Regions from separate parts of the Hordeum vulgare genome. Here region 2 is linked to region 1. The links are chromatin contacts, called in public Hi-C maps. All regions are on one chromosome and are shown on one strand. Each heading gives the region's core, a stretch centred on a gene start, on an enhancer-like site or on the middle of the called end of the contact. The rest is flanking DNA. Distances are from core to core; before and after follow the strand shown. Region 1 holds the start of LOC123444700 (protein MOR1). Region 2 has its middle 61 kb from the start of LOC123441968.

Evidence for each region. Hi-C and Micro-C count contacts between places; a contact is called where the count stands out from the background.
Region 2: a Hi-C map of leaf shows a contact between it and region 1, with 4 times the contacts expected there. The contact joins the enhancer-like site here to the promoter of LOC123444700 in region 1. A contact is called at or near these places in 2 of 6 Hi-C or Micro-C datasets (leaf and seedling).

Annotation. Positions count from the first base shown.
Region 1 is chr3H:525,772,419-525,776,945 of MorexV3_pseudomolecules_assembly, forward strand. It overlaps LOC123444700 (protein MOR1), which reads right to left and starts at 2,482. Exons shown (of 53, transcript XM_045121511.1): 1 at 2,163-2,482; 2 at 1,895-2,000; 3 at 1,688-1,811. The coding sequence starts at 2,325.
Region 2 is chr3H:525,871,110-525,875,911 of MorexV3_pseudomolecules_assembly, forward strand. No RefSeq gene overlaps it. Among protein-coding and RNA genes, the nearest start is that of LOC123441968, 61 kb to the right of the region's middle. Within about 2 kb of position 2,807, at least 2 of the 3 cell types and tissues checked have open chromatin away from gene starts, as enhancers often do. A contact at or near this core is called in leaf, where this site is marked.

The sequences.
Region 1 (4,527 bases), core at 1,232-3,731:
ACTCAGGCATGTACATGCATTTGCAAACAAATGATGATTGGGATGCCATCTGAAGCTTCTACGTATAGGTCATAGTGGAATCCATGCGGCCAAGGCTTTGAAACTTTGACCATTGTTTTATGTGGTACGTGAACTTACATCATAATAATGCCATTGCATTTATCTTCAGATACTTTTACAATATATAAGTTCAATATTTTTGCTAGTGTTATGAACATCATAGCCTGTGCACTGAAAACCGACAAGACTTATATTTGTAAGTAGACGGAGTAAATTATACTATAAACACTATTATTAACAACTACTATGCAAATGCATATATCCCCCTTTTCCCCAAAAGAGAACTGTAGGGAGGCTGGTAGTGCAGATTTTCTAGGGAAAGGAGGACCCAAAGGGAAGTCACACATTGAAACCAGACAAGCAGGGGAGTCCTAAACACAGGGAACAGTTCTCCAAAAAAAGGGAACACCAAGAGTCAAAACAGGGCACGACATTGGCAAAATAATTAGTTTCTTTGCTTCTTAATGTGCAAGCCATGGCAACGGAAACTTCCATGAAGGAAGTCTTGTGGTTCCACTGGATTCCATGTTTGTACCAACAGTGAACAGTGAAAGGGCAGTCAATGAAGAGATGGCGGTGATCTTTCAGTGCTCCAGAGTCACAGAGTATGCAGGAAAATCCATTAGACACCAAGTAGTTGCGCCTTATGAGCATTCATCTGGCATTGAGCCTATCTTCTCCCATGAGCCTACCATTGACCAGCAGGCAAAGCAAAGGCCTTAAGAGTTTTGGCCCGCATTTACTTGACCAAATCCACAGGATCCGGGGAGTCCAATTGGTTGTCCTGAAAGCTATGAAGGCAGCATTGCTCAGAAGTGTATTCCACATTGCCAAAGTGCAGGTCCATCTGCCTTTCATGTGTATATACCATTTCCATGACATTGCTTCTATTGTTAGATCTAAGACCACCACCACCACCACCATCATCACAGTGCATGTTAGTTGAGCAGGAGAACTTTGTTTTCACAGTACTTGGGTGGGCTGGGCAGGGATTGCTTACAGATGGTGGTTACAAAAATAGTACGTATGAATACAGATGGTTGGTGAAGAAAGGTTAAGCGTTGCCTTCACCATCAGTCAGACTTACAGGCGCTCCCTGGTAATGCAAAGCTCAGGAAACACACAAGCCTGGTGTCCTTGCAACAATTAAACGAAAACTTGCTCTATTATAAAGTGAATGGACGAATGGAACAGCTAAACTACTTGCAGAATTTTGGGGTCTACCATGCCACAAACGAAGTACAGGGCTGAAGGCAAAGGAGGGAAATTGGTTTTCCTGCCACAGACATTCACCAATGGTTTCATGCACCGAGTTCCAAGGAAACAATGGCCAACTCTATCACTGTCCGCTAAGTGATAACTAAGATGTGCTAGTGAGAGGGGTGTAACTGTTTGAGTTACTGACCGTTCACTCATATGGCATAGGCCTAACCTTGTGTAAGTTATAACAGCATTGGTACATGGGCATTACATAAGCCAGCAATTACATCTAACCATACACCTACAAAATGTGTGGCTTAAGTTGTGGCAGACAAAACGATTGAGACCATACCATAATTGTGTGATCGATGCATACGAATCATCTTAAGTCATACTGAAAGTAATCACCAACTGCGGCTGGACTTACAAGGAAGACCTCTGACGCCTCCAGCTCCACCCAAAGGAGAAATGCAGCTTGAGCCTTCTCAACAGTCTTAGGTCTACCAGTGAGGCACTTGGCACAGATCGCATCGCACACCTCCTTGGCATACCTGCGCAAGGCAGGCCCCAAAAATCAACGGAAAGGTAACTAGAAGCACGAGAGCAAATGTCGCAGCATCCTGTAGACACGCACCTGGATACATCAGCATCAGCGGCTCGCTGGAAAGCTAGCAGCGCATCCAGCGCCTTCTCCTGCACGGGCGCGTTCGAATCCGAAACCGCCTTCTTGAACAACGGTCCTAACCACCACAGGAGCAAAGGGAGAAAAAAAACACGGGCCATTCAGATCTAACTCGAGGGAATACGGCAGGAATCTCGAAATGGGAGCGCGCGAATCAGGCATCGCGCGGATCCGAGCGCGTAATGGGGGCGGATCGGGGGGCGGCGGGAGCGGGTCTCACCAAACTCGCGGAGGCGGGCGTCCTTGGGGTCGGTGATGGAGTCGCAGAGCGCGGCGAGGTCGATGTTGGCGTCGTTCCGCACCTTCCAGTTCTTGTGCTGCAGCCGCTCGTCCCACGGCAGCTTCTTCGCCTCCTTGAGGAGCTTCTCGTCCTCGGTCGACATGGTCGGCCGCCGCTAGACGAAACGCTGGAGCCTGGCGGCCTCCAATGCAATCGCCGTCCGCGGATCGATGCGGCGGGCTAGGGTTTCAAATTGTGGCGGTGGCGGTGGCGTTCGTGGGGAGTTTGGATCGGAGGAGGCGGGGGAGAGAGGGGGGAGGGGGGAGGATGGGAGGGGAATAAAAAGGTAAAAAACGATTTTCCGAGGGTGGGAAATGCGAGTGAAATAGGGAGAGGGGAGGTTTGGGGCTGCGTCAGGTCAGGAGCGGAGCGTCATTTTGCTCGTACGTTCGTTCGGGCTCGCTCGCACGGGGGGAAGCCGGTAGGTTTCGGGTCAGGGTCAGGGTCTCGGCCGCGTACGAGAAGGTGCGCTCGTGGGGTGGGCCATATCCTGGGTCCCATTGGTCGGTGGGATGAGAGGGGCTGTTCGCTGATTCGCGAGGCCAAGGAAGAGGGAGTGGGAGTGGGACGGTGTCGGTCCGGTCGGGGAGTTTTGAAAGATTTTGAATTTCCGTGGAAGACGGGCACACATTGGTGCCACGTGTACGGACAGGATCCCGTGACTGTATCACGCTTAGCTGTAAAGCGTACACCCCTCTCTCTCTCTCCAGCCGAGGTCGGTTTCTCAAAGCGTGCACAAACTGTAGGTTAGCTAGAGCATATACAGCCGCACTTAGAACATCTCTAAGAAACCTCGTAAAAGAGCGATCCGTAAAATGGGTTTTACGGGTCATTGTGGAGCAATTTTGCGGGGCCATTTTCGTGTGTTAAAGATCAGATTCCGTATACGAAATTGTAAAATTTGAAGAAAAAAAAAAGATTCGTGAGTGAAATTGCTACATCATTCATCAAATTACATCATGCTTCTTCATCAAACTACATCAGTTCTTCATACTACTACTAGGTAGGGGGTTGCAGGTTGTGCAGAGTACCCGAGCCAATGCTACCAAAAATGACGGGTGATGCGGCGACGACGCGGCGGAGGAGCTCAGTCCTCGTCGGAGTCGAGGTCGATCCAGCCTTCTCTTCACCAGAGTGATGGTCCGCGAGGACGAGGCGCCCGCGGACGAACTCCCAACGGTAGAGGAGTTGTAGGAGCCGATGCGTCAGGCCGCGAGCTCGCGCTCGTACTCCTCGAGCTTGCGGCGTTCGAATGTCGGCGGTCGTATGATTCGTCTCATCATATCTACTTTTCCAAACTCTTTTGTCCTTGTTTTAGACTCTAATTTGCATGTTTTGAATGAAACTAAGCCGGACTGACGCTGTTTTCAGCAGAATTGTCATGGTGTTGTTTTTGCGCAGAAATAGAAGTTCACAGAATGACCTGAAAATTTACGAGGATTTTTTGTGGAATATATATAAAATGTTGGCGCAAGAATTACCTCAAGACACGGAGCCAGGAGCCCACAAGCCCAGGAGGCGCCCCTCCCCCGGTCGCACCTGACAGGCTTGTGAGGCCCTCATGGCTCCGCAACCTCCAACTCCAGCTCTATATATTCTCTCTCGCCCAGAAAAAATTAAGAGAGAAGAGTTCATCGCGTTTCACGACACGGAGCCGCCGCCACCACATGTTCTTCCTGTGGAGGGCAGATCTGGAGTCCGTTCTGGGCTCCGGAGAGAGGAAATCGACACCGTCGTCATCACCAACCATCCTTCATCGCCAATTCCATGATGCTCTTCACCGTTCGTGAGTAATCTCGTCGTATGCTTGTTGGACGGTGATGGGCTGGATGAGATCTATCATGTAATCGAGTTAGTTTTGATGGGGTTTGATCCCTAGTATCCACTATGTTCTAAGATTGATCTTGCTACTAGTTTGCTATGCTTAATGTTTGTCACTAGGGCCCGAGTGTCATGATTTCAGATCTGAACCTATTATGTTTTCATCAATATATGTGTGTTCTTGATCCTATCTTGTAAGTTGTAGTCACCTACTATGTGTTATGACCCGGCAACCCCAGAGTGACAATAGCCGGTACCACTTCCGGAGATGACCACAGTATGAGGAGTTCATGTATTCACTATGTGCTAATGCTTTGTTCAGGTTCTCTATTAAAAGGAGACCTTAATATCCCTTAGTTTCCATTAGGACGCCGCTGCCACGGGAGGGATGGACAATAGATGTCATGCAAGTTCTTTTCCATAAGCACGTATGACTAAATATGGAATACATGCCTACATTACATTGACGAACTGGAGCTAGTTA
Region 2 (4,802 bases), core at 1,557-4,056, 99 kb after region 1:
AAAGGGAATGACATACGGGATTATATGAATCCTTGGCACTGAGGTTCAAACGATAAGATCTTCGTAGAATATGTAGGATCCAATATGGGCATCCAGGTCCCGCTATTGGATATTGACCGAGGAGTCACTCGGGTCATGTCTACATAGTTCTCGAACCCGCAGGGTCTACACACTTAAGGTTCGACGTTGTTTTATGCGTATTTGAGTTATATGGTTGGTTACCAAATGTTGTTCGGAGTCCCGGATGAGATCACGGACGTCACGAGGGTTTCCGGGATGGTCCGGAAACGAAGATTTGATATATAGGATGACCTCATTTGATTACCGGAAGGTTTTCGGAGTTACCGGGAATGACGATTGGGTTCCGGGTGTTCACCGGGGGGGGGGGGGGGAACCCACCCCGGGGAAGCCCATAGGCCTTGGGGGTGGCACACCAGCCCTTAGTGGGCTGGTGGGACAGCCCAAGAAGGCCCTATGCGCCATAGGAAGAAAATCAAAGAGAAAAAAAAAGAGGAGGTGGGAAAAAGGGGAAGGACTCCTCCTTCCAAACCTAGTTGGACTCGGTTTGGAAGGGGAGGATTGCCCCCCTTGGCTCGGCCGAAGCCCTTGGGGGTCCTTGGACCCCAAGGCAAGGCTCCCCCTCTTCCCCCTATATATACGGAGGTTTTAGGGCTGATTTGACACAACTTTGCCACGGCAGCCCGACCACATATCTCCACGATTTTACCTTTAGATCGCGTTTCTGCGGAGCTCGGGCGGAGCCCTACTGAGATAAGATCACCACCAACCTTCGGAGCGCCGTCACGCTGCCGGAGAACTCATCTACCTCTCCGTCTCTCTTGCTGGATCAAGAAGGCCGAGATCATCGTCGAGCTGTACGTGTGCTGAACGCGGAGGTGCCGTCCGTTCGGCACTAGATCGTGGGACTGATCGCGGGACGGTTCGCGGGGCGGATCGAGGGACGTGAGGACGTTCCACTACATCAACCGCGTTTCTTAACGCTTCTGTTGTGCGGTCTATAAGGGTACGTAGATCGAATATCCCCTCTCGTAGATGGACATCACCATGATAGGTCTTCGTGCGCGTAGGAAAATTTTTGTTTCCCATGCGACGTTCCCCAACACTTGCTGGATCAAGAAGGAGGGAATCGTCATCGAGCTGTACGTGTGCTGGACACGGAGGTGCCGTCCCTTCGGCACTAGATCGGGATGGATCGTGATGGGATCGTGGGATGGGCTGCAATTTGAATGGTGAAGATGTTCCACTACATCAACCGCATTATATACGTTTTCGCTTAACGATCTACAAGGGTATGTAGATTCATTCCCCCCTCTCGTAGATGACCATCATCATGGATAGGTATTGCGTGTGCGTAGGATTTTTTTTATTTCCCATGCAACATTCCCAACAATAATTAGCTGTGAGGTGGGAGGACGGGCAAAAAAACAGACGAAGGTGGGAGAGAAGACGGAAAAAAACCCGGAATGGAAGCTACCAAGTTCCCCTTTAGTAGTCAAGATTTAACATTTTTGAAATACATGATTAACATTTTTTTATTCATTTTTCAGGTCTAATTTCTTCCTTACACATTGTACATTTTTTGGTTATCTACTAAATTTTTATGTACATAGTTAATATTTGCCAGTACAATATTTACAATTTTTAGGATACATGGTAAAACAATCAGTACATGCCGAACATTTTTAATTGCAATAAATATTTTGTTCACACACAATGTAAATTTTTCGTATACACGTGAAAGATTATTTTAAACATGTCCTATGTTATTAAAAAAACATGATTAACATTTTTTAATACACATTGTATTTGTTTTGTATATATTTTTCATATGCATATGACAAGCATTTTTTCTATACAAATTTGACATTTTACAAATGCTTGATTTGTTTCTCAAATACTCCTTCCGTACCAAAATAAATGTCTCAATTCCAACATAATTTTGTACTAAAGTTAGCAAACTTAAGACCCTTATTTTAAGATAGAGGAAGTACTTAATTAGCATATTTCAATTGCTTGATTACAATTATGTTAAGTACATGGTCATTTTTCCATAGATATTACATACTCCCTCCATTTAAAATACTCCCTCCTTTCAAAATGCATGTCGTCGTCGATCTGCGCCGTGATCCATGCACATGTATTTCGAGGAAATTCGGATACATGAATTTACATGATTACTGATATTGTAGTAAACATGTTTTGTATATATTGTTTCAATAAAGTGCGAAGTTTAGAGGGTTAGGACGATGCTGCGCAGCGGTGAGTGATCGATCCAGCTCGATTCCCAGAAGCTTGTCGTCTCGCCGTTTCCTAGGATCACCATGGTGGTTGCTGCAAAGAGGTCCCTATGCCTCTGGTCACAAGATAGTCCTAAACCAACCCACGACCTGCTAGGTGCTGCCCAGGATAGCCACAACCACAGCAAACAGAGCGACCTCGCAAACTTTTCCAATGCATGCATGCCAAGCCCACCACACTCTACGTCTCTACCAGTACACAAACGGAAGGTCAATTTAACTTACACTTCCCACCTGTCAGCTGTCTCTCTTGGCCCAGAGGAAACGCCAGTGGCAGTGTTTTTCTTCCTCTTAATGAGCAGCAGTGTCTTTCCCCCTTTCTGTGCACATCTCACACTCAATTTCGGACGAATACAAATCTATCTTGGATGGATCTATTTTTCAGAAACGGTTGTGCTAATTCTCAGTCGACGAGATTAGCTGTACCATTTAATTTATCTGTGTTTTATCCCAGAACTGTTCCGCTCGTTCAAAAACATAGTGGGCTTTGTCCCGGAAATCCCTATTTGACGAATCCTGCGTCAAATAATCAGGGCTCCGCACACCCTCATGGGAAGACTTGGGCCCGCCCAGTTTTGCTTGTCCAAGGTTCCCTGAATCATTTTTTTTAAGGTTATATTTTTTAAACTAAATTCATGTTTGAAAATTGTTCTTGAAATTCAGAAAATGTTATTTCTTCTATAAAAATATTCCAAATTACTATTAATTACTGTTTTAAAAAACATAACTTTGAAATATGTTTGAGATTATAAAAAACGTCTGATAATTTCGAAAAGTATTCGGAATTTTTATAGATTTTTCTATTTTTTCCTTCAAAATATGCTACGGTTTACGGTTTCGTTCTTTTCCCTTTCCTATTTTTTTGGTTAACATTTTCTAATTTTTGTTTTGAATTTCAACATTTGTTCTCGTGTTCAAAAATTTGTTCGCCATCCTATTTAAATGTCCGTGCTTCCAAAAATAATCAGGAATTACAAAAAATGTTCTTGCTTTCGAAATGTGTTTATTTTTTCAAAAATGTGTCGTCTTTAAAAAAATGTTCTCATATTAAAAAACTGCAGGATTTTTCAAAATATGTTCCCTTTTCCCATAACTTGGTCATAATTTTCAAAAAATGTTCTTGTTTTCACATTTTTATAAAAAATGTTCCTGTTTTAGGAAAAATGATTCTCTTTTTAAATTTTGGTTCACAAATTTAAAAATGTGTTCAAATTTTGTTCACAAATTCTAAAAAGTTCATGATTTGAAAATCTTCAGGAATTTAAAAAATTTTGTTGACAAATTCTCCATTTCCTAAATATGCTCAACTTACCACAATATATACGTAAGTTCGAAAAACATTTGTGTTACGAAAAGTGTGCATAAGTTGAATAAATGTTCCCACTTCAAAAATTCTTTACAAAATTCAAAAAATGTTCCCTTTTTCATAAATTGGTCACAATTTTCAAAAAATGTTCTTGTTTTTGCAGTTTTATAAAAAATGTTCCTGGTTAACGAGAAATGTTTCCTTTTCTAAATTTTTGTTCACAAATTCAAAACTTGTTCAAATTTTGTTCACAAATTCCAAAAATGTCCATGATTTGAAATTGTTCGGGAATTTTACAAAATGTTCTTCATTTTCTAAATATGTTTTCCCTTCCAAAAAATATACTCAAGTTCAAAAATATTCGTGTTTCAAAAAGTGTACATAAGTTGAATAAATGTTCCCAGTTCAAAAATTATATATAAATTTCAAAAAATATTCCTTTCTTCATAAATCGGTCATAATTTTGAAAAAATATTCTTGTTTTCACATTTTTATACAAAATGTTAATATTTTACAAAAATGTCTCTTTTTAAAAATTTGTTCAAAATTGAAAACTTGTTCCAATTTTGTTCACCAATTCTAAAAATATTCGGGAATTTTAAAAATTGTTATCTTCTTCTTAAAAGTGTTTGCCTTTTCAAAAAGTGTATGAAAGTTCAAAAAATGTTCGTGTTTCAAAAAGTGTACATAAGTTGAAAAAGTGTTCTCGATTCAAATTTTGTTTACAAATTTGAAAAATGTTCTTTTTTACATAAATTGGTCACATTTATGAGTAAATGTTCTTCTTTTCACACTTTTATAAAAAAATGTTCCTGTTTTACGTAATATGTTTCTTTTTTCTAAACATGTCACGAATTGAAAAGTTGTTCAACTTTTGTTCACCTTTTCTAAAAATGTTCATGATTTGAAGATGTTCGGGAACTTTAAAAAATGTTCTTCATGTTCTAAAATATGTTTACCTTTTCATGTTCTAAAAATGCCCGTTAGTTCAAAAAATCTTCATGTTTCAAAAACTGTACATAAGTTCAAAAATTGTTTACAAATTTCAAAAAATGTATTTTTTTCGAAAAAAATAATCTATGCTTTAAAATGATCATGTTTTAAAGCATTTTATGTTATTAAAAATTCTTCTGAAATTCAAAAAGATTTCCATTTATTATTTTTGTTTGTAAATACAA